Regions from separate parts of the Danio rerio genome. Here region 1 is linked to region 2. A link is a contact called in public Micro-C data. All regions are on one chromosome and are shown on one strand. Each heading gives the region's core, a stretch centred on a gene start, on an enhancer-like site or on the middle of the called end of the contact. The rest is flanking DNA. Distances are from core to core; before and after follow the strand shown. Region 1 holds the start of znf143a (zinc finger protein 143a). Region 2 holds the start of adma (adrenomedullin a).

Region 1 (2,700 bases), core at 91-2,590, 380 kb before region 2:
AGTGACGCACAAGGCAGATTGTCAGATGTTAGGGTAGTTCCAGGTCAGTATTTCACAAATATATAGTGATTCATTCATCATCATAGAAAGTAATTTGTTTTTTAAGGCCTAGGCTAATCAACAGCTGCTATTGAAAAGAATAGTTAATCCTTCATATCAGTGCATTGCAAGTATATTTTACAATGTACATCATTAAGAATATTTGTTCCAGTATCAATTTTGATTTTTTAGCTTAATTGTTCAATATCTGAATGACATCAAATATATCCATGTTCCAATGCGAGGTACTTACTTGTTGGATTTTCCTTAGGGTTTGCAAATAAATACACGACCACGAAAAATATTCATACATTTTCTTTTTGGCTTAGTCCCTTTATTAATCCTAGATCGCCACAGTGGAATGAACCGCCAACTCATCCAGCACATTTTTACAGAGCGGATGCTCTTCCAGCTGCAACCCATCATCTCTGGCAAACATCCACAAACACTCAATATACACTATGAACAATTTAGCCTACCCCAGGGTTTTTCAAAGTCTAAGACAGTGGGCCTCCCTTTTGACACAACTTATCCATTGGCGCCCCCCTCCTCCCAAACACGCACGCACACACACACACACACACACACACACACACACACACACACACACACATATATATATAAGACACAGACAGATGTCAGACTGTTAACTCACTTTTATCCTCATTTGCATGAAAGTGCAATTATTTACAGAGTAATAACAAGTATTTTAATATAACGTTTTTAAAACTAGGATGATTGTTCAATATGAATAGAACAGATCCAAGAACTGTCCATCCCAGTCAAAACAGTCGAAGTTTAGCGGGTCTCATGCTGTCATTAGCCAAAATTTCTTGACAAACCAAACATAAAGGTCGTGGTTCATCAGCTGGTCCTGTCCAGGTAAATCCTAAACTCAAATACTGATCATCATATCGTCGTCTTTTGGGTTTAAGCCCTGAACTTTAAGGCTTTGAATCGGGGGGTCTCAGAAACCGATCCATTGTATTAGCAGCCATATACCTGTATTGGCGGGCTTGCCAAACAGAAGCCAATTCACAGCTCTGGCCTTCTGGGTAAAAAAGATTTTCATATATATAATATATATATATATTATATATATATATATATATATATATATATATATATATATATATATATATATATATATATATATATATATATATATATATATATATATATATATATATATATATATATAAAGAACAAACCTCTTTTTTGTCTTTTCCTCCTGAACAGCAGGGGGCAGAACAGACCTTTATCACCGACATTAAAACCACAGAAGAAACGCACCATCAACTCAAAACACACACACATACTCACACCGTTGTATTTCATAATGTAATGGAGCTTAATTTATGGAAACATTAGACGTATTTGATCCTGCGCATTATTTCTGGTATATTTGGACTAATCGGACAGGTAAGTGTCTCAGTCGCTAAATTCATATGCGAATATACCAATAGATTAAGCGATCTGCAGTACGTTACATGGAAGCCGCCGGAAAACATTGTGCTTTAGCAGTAATAATAACGAATTTATTCATGCGTGTACATTACACTAAAGGCGTCTGTAATTGCAACACATCGTCTTGTCATCTTGTTTACATCTAACGTTATGTGAAACTAGATATCGCTGCAGGTTTGTTTACAGCATTTATTTCTGTCTAACGTTAGCGGAGATCATAATATTACACATGATAAACGCTGAAACATTATTTTAAACGAGTGTAAAAACTGTTAAACTGCGTAAAAAAATAAGATACACGACAATATTTTGAGAAGGAAGTGAAACTAACGTTACACGCCTGGGTTTTAAAGAGATAGCTCGTCCAAAAAATGTCAATTTCCTCATCATTTGCTTACATTAAAGTGGTACAGAGATTAGTTTTTACAAGAAGGATATATGAATTACTCTTAAAATAGTATAACAAGGTTATAGAAAGGAAAGGAGAGGAAAAAATAAAAATAAAACAATATTAAGTCTCAAATGAAGGCAGAATATTAAAAAAAGCATACATTTGAGAGGTTTTAAATGCCTTTTTAATACTAAACGTTGAAATTGTATTGAAATATAGTTTTGGTTTTTATTTTTCAGTTTAAATGGGTTTACATTTTATATATTTACATTTATGTACATGAAACTTTCCAGCAAATAACATATATATAGTTTAAATAGAAACTTAAATGTTTTCTTCAGCGTTAAAAGGAAATCAAAATGAATGCAAAATATTAAACAAAGCACAAATTTGAGATGTTTTAACAGTTTTTTTAATACTAGACGTTGAAAAAAATAAGATACAAGACAATATTTTAAGAAGGAAGTGAAACTAACATTACACGTCTGCGTTTTAAAGAGATAGCTCGTCCAAATAATGTCAATTTCCTCATCATTTGCTTACATTCAAGTGGTACAGAGATACATTTTACAAGAATGATATATGAATTACTCTTAAAATAGTATAACAAGGTTATAGAAAGGAAAGGAGAGGAAGAAAGAAAAATAAAGCAATACAAAATCTAAAATGAATGCAGAAGCTTAAAAAGCACAAATTTGAGAGGTTTTAACTGCTTTTTTAATACTAAACGTTGAAATTGTATTGAAATATAGTTTTAGTTCTTATTTTTCAGTTTAAATGGGTTTACATTTAGTATATTTACA
Region 2 (2,700 bases), core at 62-2,561:
AGCTTAATGAATGTATAGGCTTAATTATATTCAGTATTGTCATGATCTATATATTTCACTTTATTTGACAAAAATAAAATAGGTAGCATTAGATAACTGATTAATTATCATGAAGCATTTGTTGTGTCTTTGTTAACTTTAATAGCATCAATTTTTGACTTTAATAAATGTAATAGCAAATATAATTTAATATAAATGTAATTGCAATGAACAAGTCAATGTTTGGTAACTAAAATAAACAAAGACACATATAAATATGTATGCTGTAGCTCACTGCTAGGTAATATTACAGCATGAACTGATGTTAACTAATAGGTCTTTGTTGTAAAGTGTTCTCAAAAGCTCACGATACTTTGTGTTAAATCAGTTAAACTGCTTTGATAAATTATGTTGTTGTTATGTTATTGTGTTACGTGTAGCTGCATAAAGATATTAATATTCGTATTTTGCATTAATATAATATTAATTTAACCTCAAACAAGTTAAACATTGTTTTTTTTTTTTCTTATTTTTGTAAGAGCACACATCATTTCTGTACCCCCAGCCAACAACACAGGTCTAAAAGTCATCAGAAAAAAAGGCTAAATTCACTCTAATGTTGTCATTTTCTAAAGTATTCACAAGTACTGGCATTGGTTTATTTTTTCCCCCAGAATTAAATCCCTTAAGCCATTTAATGAATGGGGTAACATGAACTAACAATCAACAAAACTGCTTCTTTATTAACTAAACTGAACAAATATGAATAAACACAGTGGCAAATTGGTAGTTAATATTAATTAAAGCGTTAACTGATGTCAACCAGTGGGTCTTTGTCGAAAAGTGTTACCAAAAGCTCACTCAGTACTAGTTGAAACAGTTAAACTGCTTTAATAATTCATTTTTATTTTCATATTGTATTATATTTATATGCATTGGCCATGATTTTTTATTTAACAATAATATTTTACATCAAACAAGTTAATACTTGTTGTTTCTTATCTTTAAGGAGCATACAGATCATTGCCATACCCCCAGACAACACTCAAATACAACAATCAACAATGCTGTTTAAAAAAAAAAAAAAACTAATTTTTAGTAACGTTGGCATACCCCAAAGAAATCCCCGTGATTACTGGCAGCGGTTTATTGCTTCCTTAAGAAAAAATTTGATTAAGCAATTTCATCAATAAGCCCAGTTTCATTTTCTTATTCTCTTTGGTACTTTGAGATTTTCAGCTTGAGCAACGGAGAGGAAGTCCTGAGATGAGAGAGTGTGTCAGCCTCGGCCCCTCCCATCTCTACTAGTATAAATGCACTTACCCCAGCTCTGGAGAGTCAGACTATTAGAAGAGTATCACTGCTGCACCAGCATTCCCAGCAAGTCAAGCGCCTTTGGATTACTTTCCACACAGACTTCTGAGGCCAACCCAAGAGTACGTCAACACAGGTATGCATTTCTAAATATGCCTTTTTGTTACTTGCTTGGGATCAATGCACAGGTTATCTGTAGTTACGTAAGAAATCTGAGACCCAGTTTTGCACATGTAAGCCAGGCAAGTGTAACTGTAGTCTTATTGAAGAGAATTTGTTGCCTGATGTAGTTGGAAGAATATACATCATTTAGTGCTTATTGGGGACCTGAAGCATAGCTGCAAGTTTACTTATTCATAGAAAGTGCAACCTCAGCTTGACATAGTAAATAAATGCATGATGAGAGTGTAAATAGCTTGGATTTTGGACTCTTGTGCAAGCCTGAGCAAAGCATGGTTGGCACAGAGTAGGGGAGTTGCATTCAGACTATTGGAGGTTGATGTCTAACAGACGATTCATTTATTTCCTTTAAGATTTCAATCAAGATGCAACTGATCCTGCAGTCAATCTTCTGCTGCTGCCTCCTGGCCGCCGTTGCACCCGGCGTGGACAGTGCGAAGCATGACCTGAAAAGAAGGTAAGCACTCAAGTCACGACTTGATTCAGTACCGATGTTCACTGTTGCTTGAAAAGTTTTCTAACGGACATGCTTTCCTCTCTTTGATACTCAGCGTCTGGCTTCAGAGATCAAAAAGGGATTTGAGTCTTCCTGCACTGAGGGCTTTAGAAAACAGGCAGTTTGTCAGACCAGACGACGTTAAAGACAACTTGAGGCCACATTCCAGGTAAGAAAAAATGCAACTCAAGTCACCGTTTTCTGTTAGAACATTAAACTTAAATGAATTGCTCAGAAATACCAGCCAGGCATTAACGTCTTCTCTTGTCTGCCTTTCCAGCACTGACATCAGCATTAGAGCAAAACGCTCCAAGAACTCCATCAACCAGTCCAGGAGATCAGGCTGCTCGCTTGGCACCTGCACGGTGCATGTGCTGGCACACCGTCTCCATGACCTCAACAACAAACTCAAGATTGGGAATGCACCCGTTGACAAGATCAATCCCTACGGGTATGGCCGCCGGCGAAGGTCCGTTCCAGAGAAAGTTTTGAGACTGCGGAAGGATGGCAGTGGGATGAGGATGGTGTGGAGCAGCTCAAACTCTCAATCGTGGCTGCACAAGCTGGAAGCGCTGCTCAGACGGACGTGAGCGTACGGGGTGGGAGCACTTGGGGACGCGGCGACAGAGGCTCGCCTGGCGACAGAGACTCCTGCCAAGAGTTCTCCAGCGCATTCTTGTCCAAGCACAGCGACTGGAAGAGCAATCCAGTCTCCTGAAGGCTGCCCTCGA

The links. Hi-C and Micro-C count contacts between places; a contact is called where the count stands out from the background.
Region 1: a contact with region 2 is called in a Micro-C map of caudal fin, with 6 times the contacts expected there. The contact joins the promoter of znf143a here to the promoter of adma in region 2. A contact is called at or near these places in 3 of 18 Hi-C or Micro-C datasets (caudal fin, hematopoietic stem cells and an unstated tissue) and 1 of 4 datasets of contacts at active chromatin or transcription factors (embryo).

The regions. Positions count from the first base shown.
Region 1 is chr7:72,690,079-72,692,778 of GRCz12tu, reverse strand. It overlaps znf143a (zinc finger protein 143a), which reads left to right and starts at 1,340. Exons shown (of 16, transcript NM_001007441.1): 1 at 1,340-1,461. It overlaps pkd1l2b (polycystic kidney disease 1 like 2b), which reads right to left and starts at 466. Exons shown (of 34, transcript XM_021478036.2): 1 at 1-466.
Region 2 is chr7:72,312,183-72,314,882 of GRCz12tu, reverse strand. adma (adrenomedullin a) reads left to right here and starts at 1,311. Exons shown (of 4, transcript NM_001326709.1): 1 at 1,311-1,429; 2 at 1,827-1,930; 3 at 2,025-2,138; 4 at 2,250-2,700. The coding sequence starts at 1,839. The coding sequence ends at 2,559.